Regions from separate parts of the Mus musculus genome. Here region 1 is linked to region 2. A link is a contact called in public HiCAR-type data. All regions are on one chromosome and are shown on one strand. The core of a region is the stretch at or near the end of the contact, and the rest is flanking DNA. Distances in the headings are between cores, read along the strand shown.

What was found. HiCAR-type assays count read pairs that join an accessible place to other places.
Region 1: a contact with region 2 is called in a HiCAR-type map of embryonic stem cells, with 6 times the contacts expected there. The contact joins two enhancer-like sites. A contact is called at or near these places in 1 of 15 datasets of contacts at CTCF or cohesin (large pre-B cells), 1 of 484 Hi-C or Micro-C datasets (embryonic stem cells), 3 of 115 datasets of contacts at active chromatin or transcription factors (all in embryonic stem cells) and 1 of 9 other capture datasets (embryonic stem cells).

The regions. Positions count from the first base shown.
Region 1 is chr5:20,674,437-20,681,122 of GRCm38.p6, forward strand. The region is part of intron 22 of Magi2 (membrane associated guanylate kinase, WW and PDZ domain containing 2); the gene reads left to right. It overlaps Gm52763 (a long non-coding RNA gene), which reads right to left. Exons shown (of 2, transcript XR_003955723.1): 2 at 6,632-6,686. Among named protein-coding and RNA genes, the nearest start is that of Gm52763, 3.8 kb to the right of the region's middle. Within about 2 kb of position 2,250, at least 76 of the 459 cell types and tissues checked have an H3K27ac peak or open chromatin away from gene starts, as enhancers often do. A contact at or near this core is called in embryonic stem cells, where this site is marked.
Region 2 is chr5:20,465,328-20,471,903 of GRCm38.p6, forward strand. It overlaps Magi2 (membrane associated guanylate kinase, WW and PDZ domain containing 2), which reads left to right. Exons shown (of 23, transcript NM_001170746.1): 10 at 249-887. Among named protein-coding and RNA genes, the nearest start is that of Gm52764, 74 kb to the right of the region's middle. Within about 2 kb of position 5,299, at least 4 of the 459 cell types and tissues checked have an H3K27ac peak or open chromatin away from gene starts, as enhancers often do. A contact at or near this core is called in embryonic stem cells, where this site is marked.

The DNA of each region.
Region 1 (6,686 bases), core at 1,000-3,499, 210 kb after region 2:
CTGCAACATCATGGAACTGCAATTCTCTCTGCAACCGTTGATCACAGGAAAGAACAGGTTACAGGTGCAAGTATGGCAGTCCTCAGCAGAGATTTGTGGTGGTCGAGCATTTCATAGAGGGATTCAGGCAGGAATAGCCTGTACAGAGTTAGGTAGGGGTGCTAAGTAAAAACCAGAAGCAGAAAGCTTCAACTGCAGGCCTCAGCTCTTCCTGCTCTGAGTCGGAAATGAACTTAATCTGCCCTCTGTCTCCAGTTGCCAATGGCCCCTCCCATCGAGAAGCCCTGCGTTGGCCAAGCTAGTAAAACAGACGCGATTGTGTAGCCGCTTCCCCTTTACCTCATGGATCTCCTTTAGTCCTTCAAATACAGGCAGGTCATCACTAGTCTGGAGGCCAAATCTCGAAGCTGTTGATTTTTCTCTTGTTGGGTTTTTTTTTTTCTTCTTTTTTTTATTCCCTGGTGTTTCCTGTATTTACTAGAAATTCCCCTGGAATAATTTAAGGCCAGGAAGAGATTTACTTTCAGGCTCATCCTCTAATGGATGGAGACCAAGAAGAACCCTTGCTTTACACCAGACACTGTAAAGTCTAGTGCGCCTGGCCGTGAGAACTCAAGCCCTGTATTAGTGAGGGGGAACTAGAAGACACTAACATTGTGTCTTTCCAGGTAGTGAGAAATGCTAGCACACCCCTACATGGGGGGGGGGGGGGTGCTGGGGGGGTAGAGAGGTCAGCAGAAACAAGATCTTACCAGTACCTGATAAAGAAAGACCAGAGAACCTATCCTGGACTTTCCCTGTGATTGGCAGCAGAGGAGGAAGTGGAGGAGCCAAGATGGCAGAAGTAAAGGACAGATGACAAAGTCATCATCAGAAAATCCAAGCAAGCTCAGTAGCCTTCAACAGGCAGCCTGCTGCCAAGACTCCAACTGAGAGGTGCTCTGTTCATTTCCTGCCCCAGGCAGTGCCCTGCCTTAGCTTCTCAAGGCTTTGAAACCAGACACTTAGAGCCAGGGAAGCAGATCCCACTGCCCCTCATTTCAGTAGCCCTTCTGGATGAATGTTATTTGTGGGACAATCTAATCATCCTGACTGATTTTGTCCCCTCTTATTCAGACCAGACACACAGAACACAGAGGGCAGCCTGAGGCTATTTGTAAGGAATGGCCATTCTCTGACCAGTCTGTCAAACTTCTCCCTGGTAGTATGACTTTAGTCTATATATGACACAGATCTACAAGCAGCCACAAATACTTATCTGGCAATACGGGTTCTTCAAACTAAGTCACATTGCTCATTAATATATTTATTGTTATAAACCAACATGCAGTATGTGACTTTTAAATTATTCAGCCCATATATGTTTTCATTAAGGATGAGCATTTTAATATCAAATTTATGATATCATCTAAGACCTAGCATGGCTTAATTCTATTAATAAAAACTAATTTAGAAGTCATTATCCTTTTTAATTACAGATTTTGATTTAGATCGTTCCTGCTCTCCAAATCAGAAAGCTGCTGCCACCATTATTCCGTTGGTCAAAAGCTAACATTGTTCTTTCTTATTAGCACTTTCATAAATTACCTGGTGGGGAAGGTTGATTAAAAATAACCTCCACAGAGCTCCCAGTGTGACCCCATGATTTGGCCATAGTTAATCCTGTCAGAAATCAGTGCTGATATTTAGCTTCAAATGGAGCTGTTGGCTAATTCTGCCCTCCTGATTACAACGTTTGGATAGTACATATGGAAGACACCTCAAAGTTGAGAGGCAAGCAACCTCCCCTGTCATGTCCCAGGAGACCTCTGCTCATCCCTTGTCCCTGACACTCACTGGGCACATGACTGTCTCTGGTTCTTTCTGGAGCTGCCCTGCTTTGGCATTATATTCCTAGCTACTCCATGGCTCAACTATGTGTTCATTTTTCAGTTTCCATAGCTACAAGACTGCCAGGTCTGGAGCACCAGACACCATCTGGTTCTTGGTTCCTGTCGTAGGAGGATAGGACAGTTCAGGTATCATGAGGCAAATGTATTAGAGCTGAGTATACGGCAGGATGGAAGAGGGGTGTGGGCTCTCCCACCTAGATTGTTGATGGCATGGAATAAGGCTTCAGAGTCCCCTAAATACCCTCCAGGGAAGTCAGCTGCAGTTCACCAACAAACGAGCAGAACACTCACTGACCTTGGTAGCTAATAAGCATGTTGCCATGGTCACTAAAGACCTTCAATTACAGGAAAAGCCAGCACGTCTCACAGTGAAGCCACGTCAGTTATAAACAAACTGCACTTCATCCAGCTCTGGTTCCAGTTACAGACACTGTTGAGCCCAATGGAAAGGAACAAACAGACAAACAGCAGCTGGAAACAAAGGGACTGCAGCCGCCTGAGAGGACCGTGGGGGGCCTTCCCTCAGTTTGAGGTGTAAAGAAGAGCAGGAAGCAGTTTCAGAACAGCACTGAGATCACTCTCACAGGCTCGCCTCTTTCCAAGAGACCTGTGTGTTCTGTGCCTTAAGAGTCAAGGAAATGATAAAGAAGGAAGGCCAGGATCCTGAGGCCTTCACTCACTTTCATTTTTGTATCCACCTAATCTTGGCAATTTAGAAATGAAGGCACTTTGGTTTGCTTCCTTGCTCTTGTTAAGAAAACCGCACCTTGTAAATGAAATTGAAGTTCAGCTGCAATCTTCAGATCTCGGATGGAGGCAGAGGCCATCCCACATATGTGCATAGCCATAAAATTGTTGACAGGAACACAAAAGGCTCAGGAGAATACCATCATTATTCAGATGCATTAACACAAAAATGTATTTCTAAGAAGCATTCATCTATCTTTATACCATTCCACGTGCAGGTCTGTTAGAGTCACCATAGTCATTTCTTTAAGTGTGCTCTTTCCCTAGAATGTGAACTCTACAAGGTCAAAACTCTACAAGGTCAAAACGGAAGACAAGGTTCGGAATGCATGTGCTGCTCCTGCTCCCAGGGGCAGCCCATTGTTCTGCCTCATGGATGAGAATAACTTCCTCACTGTTTGAATAAAGGGTGAAGCAGAAACAAAGGTGGGGCAGGGGCAGGGAGCTCTCTTACACACCTCCAATTTAGTCATCCTTCCAGTATGAAGTGCCTGACTCTTTTCCAATCATGTTTGGCCTTAATTCCCTCTTGTATCAAAACATGACACTTAGGTCCTTAGTATGGTCACCTTGACATTGACATTGATTCAGTCATTATTTTAGTGGGCGTCCTATTTGTCACCAGCTTCACACACACATATACACATACACACACATGCATACACATACACACAGACTTACATACACACACATACATACTCACATATACACTCACATACACACAACACATATTTACATACACATACATTCTCACATACACACACACATATTACACACACAGCAGTAGCATTCTACCTTATCTAGTTCATTGACACTGGTGTTCTTCTAATAGACACTCCAAATCAAAATATTTGTCAAGGGAGATAATTAATTATCTCTCATTCTATTCCCACACCAATCAGTCTTCCATAATGCTATTATAAAAACAAGACAAAAATAAAAACTATATTATAGTTCTACATTAAGATTAAACATGATGGGACTGGAGAGATGGCTCAGCAGTTAGGATGCATGTAACTCCAGTTCCCCTGGTCTCCTCTGGTACTGATACTCAGGTGTGCATACCCACAGAAAATACACATAATTTAAAAATAATAAATCTTTAATTTACAAAAAAAATTATTAACTATGGCTCTTGGCCAAGGAGATGGTTCCTGGGTAAAGGCTGCTAAGCCTGACAGCCTAAGCTCCAAACCCAGGATAACATGGTGGAAAGGGGGAACTGACTCCCACAGTTACCCTCCGGCCTCTGCACACACTCCTCCCCAGATCTGCAGGCACATGCGCATAGACTCACACACTCCCCTGTACACATATACTACTAAAAGCAGCAATAGTCCACTCAGGAATAACTGATAACACACATGTAAAGAGAGAGACGGCCTTAGAGGTTTAGGTCCTGAAAAGGAAACATTAATAGAGCTGTAAATCTGGGGGAGGAAAATCACACCATTTTCATGAAAGTTTCCTATAAAATGATAGAATAGAGATTCCTCATAATCTGAGGTACATTAGAGCAAAAATCATACCCTCTCCCATTTACCTTCAATCAAGCTATGCTGGCAAGATGAAAGAACTCAAGTAAAGGGCTTGAACTTGAAGTGCTAAGAAAGATTTACACATGAATAACCGGCCTGGTACAGTCACTGAGTGCGCCTGATCTCTTAATCTGTTTCCAGTTAAGAGTATAGGGGAAACTTTGGGGCTGGTGAGATGGCTTGGGAGTTAAGAGCACCAACTGCTCTTCCGGAGGTCATAAGTTCAAGTCCCAGCAACCACATGGTGGCTCACAACCATCTGTAATGAGAAACAAAACAAAACAAAAAGCTTAAGCTTTTTGGGCTTAAGCAAGAGGGGTCAGAGTGAGTGGAGCTGGAGCAAGAGGGAGAAAAGAGTTTAGGGGAAAGAAATAAGCTTAATAAAACTAGTAACTATATCTATGTACATCCTCTTAACTTTTGGGGGCTCGAACCTACCCCTCCTAATGTATTTATAACTATTGCCTCTTTGGTACATTGTGGCATTTCCTGTGTCCCAGGGAAAGATGTTGCCAAGAATAAAAGTGGGTTGTTCTTTTCCTCATCCTGAGCCAATCACAGTGGGGAATGTTGACTGTGAAGACTGGCCCATGCAGCCATTACAAATCCCTTTGACTTGCTTGACTCATTCAAGCTTAAATGCTAAAAAGGAGAAAGGTAACAACAGCCAGCCTCTGAGACACCCTGTATCCAGCTTCGTCAGTGGTTTCAGGTGGATATAAACAGAGATTGTGGTCAGGGGGTCAGGAGGCCAGCTGTATTCCTAAAACTTGCATCAGATCCTACTGAAGCCCAATAACGCCAGCACACAGTTTCAGAGAGCTCACCACACTGTGCAGACATCTCCCAGCCCAAATTCCACACTGAACATCAGGGCCATTGAGCACACTGGGAGATAGTCCATAGCCTTCTATAGCATTTTCAGTTTTGAAAACACATCCCCAAATAATAGACTTGAAGGTGAGCCTTTTCTCAGGAAGCGATAAAAATAAGAAAAAGTCCTTGCTCTATAATGTATAAAGCCTTTCTCTGAGTGTTTCCTATAAGTCAGTTTTATAAAGAAGGTAGTGGAAGAGGATAACAGTTAACAGTTAAGAAATGAAGGCCTGGAAAGATGGAACAGTTCCCCCAAAGGTCTCACAGGTAGTAAACTATAGACGATGTACTTAAGCCCAGCTTCCCCTCAGAGGATGCTCTTCTTTCCACCTCATTGTGCCCTGCTGGCCTGATTCAAAAGCTTTCCTCTGCCTGCTTCAGGGGATGCTGGTGTCCCAGCATGGCCTCTGCGTTGAGGTGTGACTGGTGCCCTGGGTCTCAGATTCTGGCACTTGTGTCAGACAGCTCCATTGTGCGTAAGCATATATTCTTAGTTTTCATAGTTAGCATCTGCACATAGCTGATCCGATGTAGGATACTTCTATGAGATTTAGTCCGGTCTGAGGACTTTAGAGGGCCTCTAGGGAACTGGTGGTTTTTTGGACAACCACCAGTAACCACTGCTTTTACTTAACTGTTCGGCGAGCCAGGTGCTCCACAGGGTGTCTTAACTTCTTCAGCTCATTCAGATTTCACAAAGACTCAAAAGAGGCAGGGACTATCAGCCTTTTACATTGCTAAGAAAAGAGAGGCATAGGAGTTTTTGGTGATCTGCCGCATTGGGGAAAATGATCCTGGAACAGACTCTGTGTTGTTTGGATTCACAGTTCAGACATTTAAACCTGGCACTACAACCACAGTAGGTCCCATGCCTTCCTAGGCATCCTATGAGGTATATAGACATCAAACACACTACAGGCCATTACAGAGAACACTGACATTCAGGGCAGTAACCAACTTGCCTTGGCCCTGGGCCTCAAAGGTAAGACATGTTTGAAAGACTGAAAAGATATGTCATTTTCGTTCCTTAAAACTATCCTATTGTCCCTCCCAGGACAATTCATCAAACTTGGAGTAGAGCAAAAAACCGTGTTCTCAACCGGAGGCAATAGGCAAAGTCCTTCTGATGCTTACTCTGTAGGGTCAACCTCCTCCCAGAGAGAAAGGAAGAATAAAGAAACTACATTATAACATTTGACATCAGAAGAAGTTGAGACGCCTTGTCCCCAAGTGGAATCTTCTTTTGGCCTTTGAAAATGGACTTGAGCTGGGAATGCTGGCTCAATGCCTGTGACTCAGCACTTTGGGAGCAGAGACAGGAGGATCAGGTGTTCAGGATCACCTTTAGGCAAAGAGCAAGTCCATGGCCAGCCTGGGCTACACGGGGCCATGGTTTAGAAAGGGAATAAAGAAAGAAATGCCCCTAGTAAAAAGACCCACTAGACCTTCCTTTTCCACTGGCCCCCATAGCACTGTAGTTGCCGGTCTATGGGAGTCTTGCAGCTGTGGTTTCCTCTGTGCCTGACCCTTGCTTTGCCCCAGATAGCTCTCCGAGTAGATGTGGGAGGGACAAGAAAACCGACTTTAAAATGATGTATTAAAGGAAGATCCAGCAGGCTACGGGGTCTATAGG
Region 2 (6,576 bases), core at 4,049-6,548:
GTGGGGTTGTTTCCAAACTTGAAGAATAACCAAGCAGGGCTTTATTCAGCATTTGCCCACTCTACCATTGGCAGACCTTTGTGTCCTTGAGTCACCTACAGAGAATTGAAGTATTACTGTAACAGATTTCTCATTGTTTATTGAGAAGCAGAGAACTCTTTCAGTGTTCTCATAAATAATTCCATTTCTCTATGTTGATGTTAATTGGACTTACCTCATGTTGTCAATCTCTCCTTTTTTCTTTGCAGGTGATGTCATTGTCTATATTAATGAAGTTTGTGTCCTTGGACACACTCATGCAGATGTTGTCAAACTTTTCCAGTCTGTTCCTATTGGTCAGAGTGTCAACTTGGTGTTGTGTCGTGGCTACCCTTTGCCCTTTGACCCTGAAGATCCTGCTAACAGCATGGTGCCACCCCTTGCAATAATGGAGAGGCCACCTCCGGTGATGGTCAATGGAAGACATAACTATGAAACATACTTGGAATACATTTCTCGGACCTCACAGTCGGTCCCAGATATTACAGACCGGCCACCTCATTCTTTGCACTCCATGCCAGCTGACGGCCAGCTAGATGGCACGTATCCACCACCCGTCCATGACGACAATGTGTCTATGGCTTCGTCTGGAGCCACTCAAGCTGAACTTATGACCTTAACCATTGTGAAAGGTGCCCAGGGATTTGGCTTTACTATTGCCGACAGTCCCACGGGACAGCGGGTGAAACAAATCCTTGACATTCAGGGATGCCCTGGGCTGTGTGAAGGAGACCTCATTGTTGAGATCAACCAACAGAATGTACAGAACCTGAGCCATACAGAAGTAGTGGATATACTTAAGGACTGCCCCGTTGGAAGTGAGACTTCTTTAATCATCCATCGAGGAGGTAAGATGAACACAGATGTGAAGCACAATGTGTGAGTAGATTAGAAGAATTTTTTAGAATATTGTTCAAGTGAAGTTTTCTATAGGCTGGCATAAAATCATGCCATAATAATAATAATAATAGTAGTAGTAGTAGTAGTAATAATAATAATAATAATAATAATAATAATAATAATAATAATAGAGGCAGAAAGACAAATGTGAATTTAGGATCCAGATTGGTGAGTATTTGCAATGCTCCCTTTACCTTACTTACATTAAACACTATGATAGTAGTACTTTCAGGCTTACTAACAAAACAATATGGATTTGTAATATAAAGAATAAGCTCCAGCTATGGACATGTTATGTTTTGTCACAAAGGTCAGTTGTGCAGATCTCAGCCTGTGCCTGTTGATTGACTGAGAAGCCTGCTTTCTAGAGAAAGCAATACTAAAAGTTGTATGTGGGGTTCCAGGCCAGCAGAGGGGAGGCCAGTCAGCTCCTACAAATACAAGTGTTCTGATAATCCTGTTAAGGACCACTGAGAGCTGATTCCAGAAAAATAAGTAAGTATGGGTTCCACTAAAATGGGACACAAGTATCCACCACTGTGGATAACTGTGTCTGCCATGAACCAGGTAGAAAGTGATGGAACGGGGTCCAGACTGGGAGCTCCAAGAAGAAAGCGGAACCCAATTTAAGAGAATGCTGGGCGCTTCCGTCCTCATCACTCTCTTCTCTAGCCTTTGTAAGAAAATGAATGGAGTAAAACTAAGGGCCCTTCCATATGTCTCTGTTGATATTAAGGACATGGCGCAGACCGACACCCAATTCCCTTCCCGACCTGTTAACAGGGCTTAGGACTTGAAGTCCTTGATTCTCAGCTATATGATTGTCACAGCAGGGTTGCAATGTCATGTCAACTCATGGTAACATTCTTACTATCTTGAGTGGCTCAGGGCAGGTGTATCACTCAGTACTTGTCTGCTGACTCTAAACAGGCCCTAAAGCTTCATCAGAGAAGCAGGAGAAGCAATACCGTGGGGCAGTCACGCACAAAACACCTGTGTGGTTCACATACGTGATCTCCTATTCAAAGCTCTCAAAACAGCATGGGAAGCCTGTGATTTTTAAATGCGAGTAAAAGAAGTCAGAGCTGAAAGAAGTACCATTTATGATTTATGTAGCCCTCTCTGCAGCTTTTTTCCCTTCAGGGAAATAATACATTGTTGATTCACCAAATACTATGCATTTGTGAGCAACACTATACCAAGTTCCCATTACCAAGGGAAAATTAATAGGATAACAAAATAATCACACATTTCTCCTTCTTGGGGCATTGTTATAAAATAGCACATGAGTTTTGGTAATTAACTATTGACAGCATATTTTGACTTCTTGCATAGCTTGTTTAAGATTAATAGAAATGTTTCTAATTTAAACAGACGAGTATTGCTAATGTTCAATTGAAAACTCAAATTTTGGACAATATTTCTAATATTAAGTGGTATAACTGAAAATTGCTGTATTGTAGCCATTGTTTGGCTCACAGAAAGATATTTAAACATTTTCTTATATATAAAATGGCTTCTTTTAAATTGTGACTTATCAGGAAAATGCTTTGAAATCCTTGCTATTACTGTAATGTGTGCCTTTCTGGAAGCATTCTACTGTGTGTGTGCGCGCACATGCTCTCCCTCCTCCCCTTCCATAGCCTCTCTGATCACTCACTTAGAGCCCTAGCCATGAGACTTCTGTCTGCTGCTCTTTGTTTGTTTGGGGGTGGGTGAAGCCTTTGCTTTCTTCCAAGTACAGAACTGTGGAATCTGGACATCCTTGCTAGAAACATTTAGAGGTTCCCAGAATTCCTACAGCGGCCACTCCCCTCTGAAGGTAGCAGGAGTGTCCCGCTACACCACCACCACCCCACCCCACCCCCCCGACCCACCCACTCCCCCCCCACCCCCCCACCCCCGTGTTTGAGCGATGACCTTCATGTTGGTTATCTGGTTTTGGCTTATGGCCTCATTCTGATGAGCAAAGACCTCCTCATTTCAGGACCATGGCTGATTGTCCTTTTTGTTAGAGCCTTTGTTTATAAAGCAATGATTCAGGTAGTTGATTTTTTTATTTTTTATTTATTTATTTTTTTGGTAACTAATTCCAAAAGCACACAACAAAAAAATTTCTACCCTACCTATCCTTCCACTCTTTCATAGAGGGGTTTGTATGTGTACCTATAGAAAGTATGCCGACTGTTTGGCACATATATAAAACATATGCTCTAATATGGACGGAATCACATCATGCATGTGTGTCTTACTTTAAAATGTCTTGGTTAGAAGGCTATATTTAACTGGTTAGACATGTATCATGTGGTGTCATTTATATACATATCATTTGTCAACTGCAGGTATATAGTTCATTATGTTCTCCAGACATGGTGTAGTTGCATAATGAGCACCATCCCTCTTAGAGCATCCTTCACCCCAAGCTCCCCGGATCTGCTTGTCACCCTCTCCTCTCCTACCGTCAGCCACAAAGAACAACTAATCTGCTTCTCTAAATAGTTCCACCTTTCAATAATATTTTTATGACTAACATCACATAGCGTTTTATTTAGCATAATGCTATTGAGAATCACCTAACAGATATACACGGATGAAAAGCTGGTTTCTCTTACTACCCTTTAGTACTCACAGGGCCTTTCATTAATCTACTCACTATGGGTAGTTATTTGAGTCGTTTTCATCTCTGGGCATTTATGAATAATATATTTATGAACTTTTGGCTTCAACTGTTTCTTGTGCCGATGTTCTCATTTTGGGGAGTAGATGCCCAGAAATGGTTATATTAAAAATATATTTAGGCTATTAATAAATTGTCTAAATGGCTTTCAAGCATGGCTAGTTTTTATATTCCCTTAGCACTGTCTGAGTCCCAGTTTCTGCCCAGGGTTTCTCCAGTCTTCTGGTTTAGTAGTCTTCAGCGCAGTCGCTTTATTGGTAGTGTACTTACTGAGACTTTTCCACGGGTTTAACTTTCATTTCTCTATTCTTTTCATGTTCTTATGTGCTTATCGGCATTCATAAACTCTTATGTGCCATCAAGTATTTTCCCAGTTCTATATTGAACTATTTATCACTTTTCCTTCCTTTTTTTTTTTTCTTTTACTGAGAATTGAGCCTGATGCTTGCTAGGTGAGTCTCTGTCACAGCTAACAGCTCTCTTTGTCATCCTAAGTTACAAAAGCTCATTGCATATACAAATCTGAGCTGTGTTTTTAAGACAGATGATTTACAAATGCTTCCCTCAGGTTCATGGCTTATCTATCCATCGTCTTCTTGGTGTCTTTGATGCAGAAGCACAGGAGGTCTAGAGTGGGTGAATTTAAGTGGACCAGGCTCATTTTAGCATGGGTCATTTCCTGTCACATCTTTGCTTAACCTAAAAATCACAAAGTTTTTCCCATGTTTTCTTCTAGGAATTCTAAAGCTTTAGCGCCTATACGTAGTGCCTATATATAAACCAATTTAAAGTTAATTCTTATGTAGAATTGTGGACTTAAATTCATTTTATTTTTTGCACAAATATAGACAATTGTTCTAGCACTGTTTGCTGGCGAAAACCACAAAACCTGTTCTTTGTTATTGACTGGCCTTGGCTTTTGTGATGTTTGTTTCCAAATCCTCTACTCAGTCCCCCCAGTCTGCACGCATATTCTTATGTTAATGTAAGACTTTCTAGATTACAGTAGCTTTGTGTTAAATCTTGAAATCGGTGTGAGTCCTCCAAATTCTCCTCCTGTACAAAATTGTTTTGGCTCTTCCTGGACCTTTCATTTGCATAGAAATAGAAACTTCTCCCAGACCCACCCTACCTCCCCTCTCTATTCCAACTTCATTCCCCCTCCAACTTTTAATAACCCTCAAGATCAAATTAGTGTCACCCATACATGCCTGGGTGTAGTGCCATCCACTTGAGCATGAGTGGCCTTAGGTGCCTTAAAGGAAAGTGGCTCTCCCTCTCAAGAAGCCATCCACTGTCAATAGCTCATCCGTTAGGATTGAAGGCTCCTGAGCCCCTAACCCTTTCATCCCAGAATGTTGACCGGCTTGGTTTTGTGCACTTCTCATGTAGGCAATCACAGGTGCTCTGAGTTCATGAGAGCAATTGTCCTGTCCAGAAGACACTATTTTGCTTGGATCCTCTCCAACCTCTGGTTCTTAAAATCTTTCCATCCCTCCTTTTGAAATGTTCCCTGGCCTTGAGGCTCAGGAAGTGTGATGTAGATGTTCCATCTGTGACTTGGTACTCTGTTAATTCCAAAAATGGGCAGAGAAAGATCACTCTAGGCCCACATCCACCCTGCCATTGGGCATGGCCTCTTGGGGAGGTGGACTGTGCTTGCTGTACTAACACCACACTGCCACCAGGGGGTGCAGGGCTGTGGGGAAGTGCTTAGGCATGGCTCCAGGGTGGGAAAGCCAGAGCTGTCTGGGGTGAGGTGGCTGGGTGGTGGAGTTCTCAGGCCCTTGGCCATCCAGGCACCACTGGGAGTCACAGAAGAGCAGAGAACATAGTTAGGGGCCCTGCAGAAAAAGGCCTCTGCAGGAGACTAGGCTGCCACTCTGTAGCTGAAGGCCTTCTTCATGGCTCCCCACAGAGGATCTTGATGAAAAGAGTCAGATGTGCAAAACCATATCCCACTTCTCAGGGTAAGATTAAATACCTTTTGCAGAGAGGAATGTCTAGAAAGGGAAGCTTATTGGCTAAGCCCTCCAGTCCTCTAGGTACCTCATTAGCATGGAGAACTCTGTTTTGGGCCTATGTGACCATGGGGCATGTTTGTTTTATGTGAGGAACATGGCACTCCAAGTCAGGAGTCTGGCAGAGAGCTGGGAGTCACCTAAGCCTCAGGTTTGTGACCACCGAGTCTCCGAGTCTCAACCTGCTCTACCTTACCAAGCTCCCCGGCATGGTTTTATATCCCACAGACCTCTGTATAGCCAAGTCTATAGAGAGAAAAACCTATCTCAAAAACAAAACAAAACAAAACAAAACAAAACAAAAAAACACAATGTAAACATAACAGGCAGTCATAACAAGATAGTCAGTCATACATGGTCACATAACCTTTAGAACCAAAGATAGGATTGCAAGGTTGTTATAAACAACTTTTAAAACAAAGACATGATTGCCAGGCAATACAGAACCATTCGGTGGTTATGGTTACAGGTGAGGCACAGCCCAATCCTTGAGAAACAGATTTAATCATAAGTAGGAATGAACCTAATTTGTTGTTACTATAAAACGGCCGCTTAAGCCTAAGATGGAGGCAGGCTGCTTCTTCAACTCCTGCTTCCTAAGGCTTTGTACTTCCTCTGTTTAATAAAAGACCTGCTGAGATCATGGTACTACAGAACAGCTTTCCAACTGAAAACTGAACTTCTAAACCCCAACTCTGACATATCTCCATACTTGCTTAAGTCTCCTCCAGGTTCTCTCAGCAAGGTCATGGTCTTCTATGTACAGACCATGGACTTCTTTTGTTGAGGGTCTCCCTACTCTATTTTATTATTTTAGATTTATTTTATGTTGTGAGTGTTTTGCTCTCATGTATGTCTTCTGTGCCTCATGCTCATTCTTGATACCTAGGGAGTAAGAAGAGGGCATCAGATGCCCTAGAACTAGAGACATGCACAGTT